Regions from separate parts of the Drosophila melanogaster genome. Here regions 1 and 2 are each linked to region 3. A link is a contact called in public HiChIP or PLAC-seq data. All regions are on one chromosome and are shown on one strand. The core of a region is the stretch at or near the end of the contact, and the rest is flanking DNA. Distances in the headings are between cores, read along the strand shown.

What was found. HiChIP or PLAC-seq counts read pairs in DNA pulled down with a chosen protein or histone mark.
Region 1: a contact with region 3 is called in a CP190 HiChIP or PLAC-seq map of the Kc167 cell line, with 2.7 times the contacts expected there. The contact joins the enhancer-like site here to the promoter of Asator in region 3. A contact is called at or near these places in 7 of 107 Hi-C or Micro-C datasets (the Clone 8 cell line, the ML-DmBG3-c2 cell line, the OSC cell line and 3 more) and 1 of 6 datasets of contacts at active chromatin or transcription factors (the Kc167 cell line).
Region 2: an H3K27ac HiChIP or PLAC-seq map of the Kc167 cell line shows a contact between it and region 3, with 2.3 times the contacts expected there. The contact joins the promoter of CG33521 here to the promoter of Asator in region 3. A contact is called at or near these places in 7 of 107 Hi-C or Micro-C datasets (the Kc167 cell line, the S2 cell line, embryo and 3 more) and 1 of 6 datasets of contacts at active chromatin or transcription factors (the Kc167 cell line).

What each region holds. Positions count from the first base shown.
Region 1 is chr4:1,112,204-1,115,202 of dm6, reverse strand. sv (shaven) reads right to left here. Exons shown (of 11, transcript NM_166822.4): 11 at 1,886-2,999. It overlaps Cals (Calsyntenin), which reads left to right. Exons shown (of 12, transcript NM_001297793.1): 12 at 1-2,329. Among named protein-coding and RNA genes, the nearest start is that of Cals, 9.3 kb to the left of the region's middle. Within about 2 kb of position 1,747, at least 34 of the 39 cell types and tissues checked have an H3K27ac peak or open chromatin away from gene starts, as enhancers often do. A contact at or near this core is called in the Kc167 cell line, the OSC cell line, eye imaginal disc and 1 more, where this site is marked.
Region 2 is chr4:1,184,320-1,187,559 of dm6, reverse strand. CG33521 reads right to left here and starts at 1,792. Exons shown (of 11, transcript NM_001014705.3): 1 at 1,594-1,792; 2 at 926-1,087; 3 at 1-38. The coding sequence starts at 1,042.
Region 3 is chr4:484,389-487,491 of dm6, reverse strand. It overlaps Asator (asator,), which reads left to right and starts at 1,459. Exons shown (of 14, transcript NM_001272127.1): 1 at 1,459-2,282. The coding sequence starts at 2,260.

The DNA of each region.
Region 1 (2,999 bases), core at 498-2,997, 630 kb before region 3:
TAAAAAATTTATTTTCAACCGACCATAAACTTGTGAAATTGTACTTTTAAAATAGAATTTTTAATTGGTTTATTTAATGGTACTATTTATTGAAACATAATTAGTTTCCATTTTGAATGGCGACATATATACAAAGGAAGCAAAAAATAAAGCTTTTTCGTCAAAGGTAAAATTCCATATTTAGTTTTAATAAATATGCAGGAGCTATTTTGACTTCAATGCAAAGCAATCGATGAGACATTTCCGACAAATGGAAAATATATTATAGACGACATATAATTATACCCGTTACTCGTAGAGTAAAAGGGTATACTAGATTTGTTGAAAAGTATGCAACAGGCAGAAGGAAGCGTTTCCGTCTATATATAGTGTATATATTCTTGATCAGGATCAATAGCCGAATTGATCTAGCCATGTCCGTCTGTCCGTAAGAACGTCGATATCTCATGAACTATAAAAGCTAGAAGGTGGAGATTCAGCATACAGATTCTAGAGGCGCAGCGCAAGTTAGTTTACCCTTGTTGATACGCCCATTTTAAAGCCCACAAACCGCACAAATCTGTCACGCCCACACATTTGAGAAACGTGTTGATATTTTTCGCGTTTTTATTAGACTTGTAAATTTCTATCAATTTGGAAAAACAATTTTTTGCCACGACCACTCTAACGCCGCCAAACCGGTCACGCCCACACTTTGGAAAATTTTAAAATTTTTTTCGAATTTTATTCTCCAATATCAATTGATATCCAAGAAAAATTATAAATTATATATCGACTATAGCATTTTGTTCTGTTTTGTTTATAATTTGGAAAAAATTTGACGCTTGTTTTGTCATATATATTTGCTGCAGGGTAAAAAGCATTAGCTCGTTGAAAACTTTCTTCCTTGTTGAATTGATCAAAGTTTTGACACTCAGATTTAGTTGACCCGATCAACTTGTTGCTGCAGATGTTTGATGCGAAAGTAGTGGCTCTTCAGTACTAATTCCAAGACGCAGAGAAAAACCATTTTCAACGATATCGATCTGAATATTTTCGAACTCAAAATTTTTGACAATCGATCATTTCTTTATCGATAATGAGAAAATGTCTACTTGCTAGACCTGATCTTGATTTCAAATGCCAATCCAAAATTACATATAAATTTTCTACAAAATCTTATAGTGGGTTTAGGATTTGTAAATTTATTGTAAATCAAATTTACTTAGTCTAAATACTCAGCAAAAAAAAAAAACACATTGCTGTTGAAATTTAATTTTATAAAAAGAAATGTTCAAAACAAAGGTAGGTCACATACTTGATTGATGTTGCGCATGATTGGCTTGTTAAACTTCTGATGAAGTTTGATCTTTTTAAGACCCCCGGCAACTATAGAAATTTTTTTCTACTTCACTGCGTACAAACATATGTTTGACTATTAAATTAGGATAACATAAAATGCACACACACAAAATAAAGCAAAGCTTTAAATAGGGTATAAAAATTGCATATTGAATATGAATATATGAACACATTCCCACAACCAACATCACAAATATAGTAATACTTACTTGCGGTGCGAATGGGTTTTTACACTTATATTTTTCACTTTTCGGACAAAGATAACAATACGTTTATCTACGATCGAACAGCCGACATGTAGAAGTTCTAATATTAATTTTTGTGTCGAAACATGATTTCGCGTGTACACTATAAAAATGTAATCATTCAGCCTAAAAATAGGCCTGGAGAAATCGAATTCAAAGGGAATGGAAGGAAAAAACGAAACCGAAAAATCTACCTGGCGCGTGTAAGGGTATATCCGACCATAACGATGCCTTGTAATTAGAAATTAATAGAACATAAACTTTTTAACAATAAAACAAAGCATATTGCAGCAGTTTTTGAAAGGGTATTCAGAGCTACACTTTATTTCTTATAAAAAACTTTTTTCAAAGTCTGGAGGGGAATATAATCAGCTACTTGCTTTTAACAGACAACAAATGACTAACAACGAGCTCTGAACAGAAATTGTTAAGTTATCAAAACCTACACGACCATGAGCGACAATGCCCATTAACATTTAAGTTAAACCCTAAAACCACACTACACTACATCACATTAACCATCCGTAAGTCACTTTAGCTTTGAACCGGAAAAACCATTTAGCGGTGTTCCACTCAAGTAGATGATTTGTTTTAGGCTGCTTCGTTTAGCTTCAAAATTCAGCAGGAGTTCGCTGCTGCTATATTGTTTGAATCTATTTTTTGAACCCAGAGTAAGAGATGACATACGTATAATTCCTGGTTTCATTCCCTTCTGTTTTAGCTGCTCACACGACTTCGAATTCCCCAACTGTAATGTCCACAAAAGGCAGAGTGTTGGGTTGTAATAGGTAACGTACTTAACTACAGCGCTCTTAATACAGCAAGCAGGGTAAAAAATAAATTATAAATAAATAAATAAATGTTGTTTTTACCCTGGGCTGCCTCCCCTGATCGTTGTATAATAGAGCAATAAAGCTAAAAATTATTTATATAATTTGCTTAACTTATCAATTTATTAAGATATATGTAGATGTTTATGTCTAAATACATAAAAATTTGGTTTGTGCTTTCCTATATAAACATTTATATATTTTTAATCTAGTTGGTTGGGCATTATGTCTTGAAACAATGTTACAGGTTTTTGATTTTTGATGTGTATCTTACAAAGGCCAAGAAAACCACGCATTGTGTACGCACAAGGCTTCTACGGTAGCCGAATTACCATGCCACTTAGATATTTTTTGAAGAATAAAAAATGCCAAGCTATATTTTCAGCTAAAGTTATTTTAGAAAAGAAGAATTGCTTGCAATAAAGCCGTGTGTGATAAGGTTTACACAAAATTTCTATTCGCCTTAGTTATTTTTATTTTATTTTAACAATCAAAGTATTTCACCTTTTTTTTTTAAAATAAGTATAATAGAAATAAAGTGAAAATATGTTATTGCAGTTCATGGATTAATTGACTCCATGTT
Region 2 (3,240 bases), core at 543-3,042, 700 kb before region 3:
CGTTTTTGTAGATCATCGAATTTCGTAAAACTTTTTTTCTAGAAAATATAAGAGTTGTAATTTAAGCAATATAAGTTGGTAGGAATGTATACATAAAAAATAGATATTTGTATGATACACATTGTTAGAATGGGTGAGATGTATTTCCGTTACAATATACCCAGTAATACCATAGAGGCTATTTAAGTTCAATACTCAGGTTAAAAGAGCGCGAGGGAGATGATTATATGAAATAAGATAGGGTACTGTTTAAGAGATTGTAAACTATCGCCACAAAGCGGCAGTTACTTTTATTGCTCACGACTTTTTGTGGTCAGGTCAGGTACGCCTTAAATTCTTAATTTAATAAAAAAGTTTACAGTAGGGATTTAACCGTAATGTTCATGGCCTATTGGTAAAAGCGTTATAGGCGACTTCCCTCTTGATCCCGACAATCGGATACCCATTAAGCCAGCTAGAGAATTTTCAACATTTTTTGACATATCGATAGAACATATTTTGCAGAAGTTGCAGGTTTGGCCGGTTAGTGGCCGTTAGAGATGGCGTGTCAACATTTGGAAACAAACTTGCGCTGCAGCTCTCGAATCTTTATGTCTCACCTCAACTGTCTAACTTTTAAAGTTACTGAGATCTAGACGTGCATACGGACGGACATGGTCAGATGGAATCGGCTATTGATCCTGATCAAGAATATATATATACTTTACATAGCAAACAAACTTGTTCTCTGAAGAAGTGTCACTAGACTTTTCATGTTTTATTATTAACACATGCAACACATTATTTACTTTGTGTTGCTATTTCTCACATTGTAATTAACGAAACTTATAAATATTAATAAATATTTTTCCTGCATACATATATATGTACATACATACATATATGTACATATTTCTTAAAACTAGAAAAATCCACAAAATCTTACCATATTTATATTTTGGTTATCATATTCATTTGTTTTTGATTTCTTAGTTTTTTTTTTTTTTAAGGGTAATCCATTTCCGAAAGATATTTTTGAACTTTGGGGGTTTAGACTGTCCATGTTAGTTTAAACGGCTTGCTGGTAAATTTTAAAGTGCAGACGTCGCTGAAATAAAATTTTAATTATTTTACTTGACTGTGATCATCGGATAGGTATGAGAAACTGTCCAAGGGTTGCCCAGTACTGATTGTGTAAGACACAATTAAAAATGTTGTCTCTGCCTGTTCTGCAGAACGCTATTTTAAAATTCTGAAATAGTTTATTAAACAGGTTGATATACGAAAATTTAATTTGGCTTAAAAATGCATACTATTAAAAAGCGTTTGCTTAACACCGGTTCGAAAATGTGAACTCACACCTTTTGTTAAAATTTTCATTATTTTGAAGAACACGTTGAACTCTGGGAAAAATAGCAAATTTATTTATGATACCTATTACCGATCTCTACCTAGGATATTTATATAATTAGGAAGCTTTTCTACGAATACACACTCAACGAATCTTCGGCATTGTATTATAAAGTTATGTATTGGCTGATAAATGTATATTTAAATGATGGACAAAATATATGCATTTTAATATATAGAAATTATTTCACAAATGGTATTTACCTTGTTAAATTATTTTGGGTGCAACAAAGTGTGTCATCGATGATGGTTCAACAAATTATTAATGATTATATTAACTAATTGCTTAAAGTAAAAGTTGCTAAAAGTAGACTTTTCTGGGTGTTTAATCATTACCTATTAACGTTCGGAAGTTGAAGACCGACTGTTTTTTGTGTATACTCGACAAAATTCTTTGCGTTGTCAGATTGTGTGCATGTTGTAGATACAATGTTCAAAAATGAGTTTATTTTAAATGAGTAAAAGCTCTCTTTGAAAATTATTAAAAGCTTTTAAGAATGTAAAATGCACATTTGGAGTTGAGACCCGTATAAAAAGAAATATACCTGCAAGACATTCTATTTCTAATACAGATCTGCATAAACAGACCCAAAGCAAGAAAGAATGACTATCAGATTCAGCTAGCAGGAGTGCGAGGAGGATGCGATATATAAAAATAAAGACGAATAGGCTCTTTCTGAGAGTGCTCGCTAAACGATCTCACTTGTTTTAATTTGTAGGCGTTTAAGTTAAAAAATTAAAGGTAGCTGGCTTCTACGACCATGTTTGTGTACTCTTAAATTATTTATAGGGACAAACATAGGATGAATTAAACAACGTAACTATGGCTCATTATACTCCTTACTCGTTACGTAGAGTAAAAGGGTATTCTAGATTTGTTGTAACAGGTAGAAGAAACCGTTTTCGCATAAAAGTATAAAGTATATATATTCTTGATCAGGATCAATAGCCGAGTCGAGGTGTCAGGAACAATAAAAGCTAGAAGGTTGAGATTAAGCATACAGATTCTAGAGACATTGACGGAAACAAAAATGTTTCGCATTTTTTCGTCTGGCCAATTTCCATCGGTATACAAAAAACAATTTGGCTACGCCCACTCTTACGTCCACAAACCTCCCACAACTGCCACGCCCACTTTTGAACACTTAAAATTTTTTCTCATTTTATTCACCAATATCTATCGATATCCTATAAAAATTATAAAACTTTGCGTTCACAGTTCCACCAGCTGAGTAACGGGTATCTGGTAGTAGGGTTTATGTAAAAATAAAGAAAATATTAAAATAAATAAAATAAAAATAAAAAAATAAATTTGAATTCGCCGTTTGGATAATATGCTCTAGGAATTTTTTCTTGTTATAGACCTAATCCAACGTTGAGCCCTCGTGATATTGATAAATGGGAACATCAAATATCTATAAGTTGTCAAAAGCACATTATATTTATAGAATGTCCTTAAAATTATTAATATTTAAACGTATGGTTCTATATTGCACCCGCAAATCTGACTTGTGTGCAAAACGTTAAGAAGTGAGTACGTAATACACACATATGTGTACAATCCCGAGAAAAAACGTTGTATTTTTTTATTTTTTAGCGTTTCTCTTTACATGAAAATTTTTTTTACGCTCTAGTTCCAACTCTACACCTCCCGCGCAACCAAACGAAGGGCGCTGCCGAATATCGTATGGCTCGATTTGCGAGAGGATAGATGACATATAAGAAACAATAAAATTCAAAGATCCATATAAATAATAGTAAGATATATTTAAAAAATCTGAATTGGTCGGCTTAATAGCTGCAGGACTAGAATAAAGTCTTTTATAGTCAGAACATTATGCTCTGTAGGGG
Region 3 (3,103 bases), core at 210-2,709:
TAACCCCTTTTCTGTATGATATTTGAAGCGGAAAACTATGCGTTGTTCAGTTTTTAACCCTCACATTTATACTGTATATTTCTGGTATTTCAAAATGGCAAATATTACGTGTTTAGTTGCAGCAATATATCTTAGTAAATAGAATTAGGTAATTATAAAAAATTAAAGAATACGTTGCACAGTTGCGGAATCCGGTCACGAAAACAGTCCCTGAATCATAGATTAGGAGACATACATATGTTTTTTCCAACATAGAAGACCTTCTTCTTGAAATCTTTGATTTAGGATTTCTTTAGGGACCAGAGTCACAGTTATTGTCTAGTAATCAACAAAATTGATTGCAATTTTACTATTGTATTCTTTTTGACATAGATTATACTAGTTTAAAGGGGGCTTTCACTCCTTAGAATGGTAGACGAGGTAACAAACCCTTTTTTTTCATATAATATACATAAATTTTTGATCCTAGCGCTGCTAACATATAGCATACGGTGCTGCCAATGATACATACATACAAATACAGTTATAATCTTGAATTACAGGTAATAATTAACTGTCTCATTTGCTTAATCTTTGTTTTTGTTTAGAGAAACGTATTGCATCAAATTCCTTTTAGGGGCTCGTCGTACATAAACAAAATTCAGACATACAGAGTAACTATGTAAAAAGTAATAAGCTGACCTGTAAAATTCTTGATGTACATGCAGCGCCACCTTTTGGAATTTTGAGTAGTTCAAGTAAATTCCTTAATTTTTTCCCAGTTGCAGAACCACAATTTAATATCGAATGGATCGATTAACGGAGCCGTCCATAGATTTCGTGTTGGAATATGAGGAAATAGTAAAAATATACTATCGATTTCTACACGCTGCAGTAATCGTATATTTTTTTCGAATTTGATTTGATCAAAATATTTTGATTTCGTTTTTAAGTGCTCTGGTTTTCCCAAAATTTACGAACTTATTTACGAACAATACTTTTGGAAATCCTTTAAATTAATTAAATAATTGTCTGGCAACTCTATGACTGACGGAGAACAGATGTTGAAGTCTACGTGTAAAAATAGGTCTAAAATGCTTTAAAACCTTTCAAGAGAAACCATGGATAGAATCTTCTGAGATTGCCCCTGTAGATATATATTTTTTATTAGCCCTGGATTAAACTGGAACGTGGTTTATGTCCTAACCCAGGTTCAAACACGGAACCAGACCAAACAAATTAAATATAGAGGCGGAAATATAATCGTAGCAATGTTCAAAATTGAAGTGAAGCTTTTACTCCCGACTTTCCTAAAAAATGTCATATATTATATAAGAACACACGCTATATATATGTTGAAATAATTCCTTCTTGAAGATATCATCTCAAATGGCTGCAAGTTTGGGGAGACTAAAGATAGCTGTTTATGTTATTCACCTATACACACATATCTGAATACCGTAGTATATACCTAAAAAATCAGTTCGATGCACAGAATGCCTAAAGATTCAGCGGGAAGCATTTGATAGAACAATATATTTCTTAATTACAACTTTTAGTAAAATATTTTATTGGTGCAAAACAATAGGTTTGCCGACAATAAGAAATATTTTATAAAGACAAATTTTAAAGTACCAAATGTAAATCAACTTTTTGCTGTTCGTTTTGATAAATTTATTATAATGTGATCGTCTTAAAAATAATAAATTTACAAATGTGGTCATGTGAACATGTGGATACAAGTGGATCACGCGAATTCCGCGTTGTTATTTTTTCGACGTTTTTACGGAACTTCTCTATAATTAAATCAGTATATAAAAATAGACACATTTGCCTATATAACGTAAATAAACGTAATCATAAATACAGACGATAAGTGATGTGAGCTAATCTAAATAATTGTATAGATTATTATTAATACAGTAAATTGCTCTCAAGCAATAATTAACCTACTTACAGGATTACAACAGAATAGAATTACAGTTTACGTCCAATTAAAGTAGTTTTGCAATAAAATTAAAAACAACAAACGATTATATCACGCACAAAGTATTCGCTCTTACAGTTATGATTAGGCTGCTTTGAGTAATCCTTATATGTTACTTGTGATATTACTACGTGATTATATGAATAATTTCAATCACACTCATATGTGTTCTTGAAGAAGTGAAAATACCGATACAAATTGATAGTTTTTTCCATATTTTAGAAAATAAAAAAAATACATTAAATCAAGTTCTAAGATATCTAAGTTTAAGGACAGCACAGAATTTTGCCATCATGCATTTGCAGGAGTACCTCAGGTATGTTTTGGACTCATACTCTTCTTTAACATATATGTAAGAAAATTAAAACTGAAAATTATTTGGTATCTAAAAATGCAAAAAAAGAGCAGTGTTGTTAATTTTTTTTTTAATTTTCGATGAATTTTGTTAATATGTCACACGGTAGGACGGAAATGTGGAAAATATAACGATTAATATAAATATTAATATATAACGATAATACGAAGCTGACGAAGTATTGAATTAGAACGGCAGCTATTTCTAACTCTAGCGGTGGAATTACGGCAGTTAACCTAATGAATTTTTGTGTGTTCGACCTAACAGGAATAGAAAAAGTACAGTAACAATACAACAATTATATACTTTAAAACGTTCTAAAATTCAGAAAGCCTTTTCATATATATGAACTCGACTAGACTCGGTCCTAAGCGGGCCTTTGATATAATGCAAGCGTACAGAAAATCGCCCAGTTTTCTAAATTGTGCTTATTGGTGGAATTTTTTTTTTTTAATTTGTTGTAGGCTATAGAGTGACAGCGTTTTATAGAAACTTACACTGTTACAAGTCCCGCTTTTATAGCTCCCGAGACCTCGACGTTCATACGAACGGACGGATATTACAACATCGACTCTGCTATTGATCCTGTTAATATAATTTATATACTCTATATCGTCGAAATTTTGCCTTCTATCTGTTTTCCAGATACTTTATAATATTTCATGTCCACTAAGATTACATCTTCCCCACGTTTGAATTGTTTTGTCTATGCCTTTCGAAGGGATAATTCAATATTCAAACAAAAGATGAGGGTATACAATGTATGGTTCAAATGGAACTTG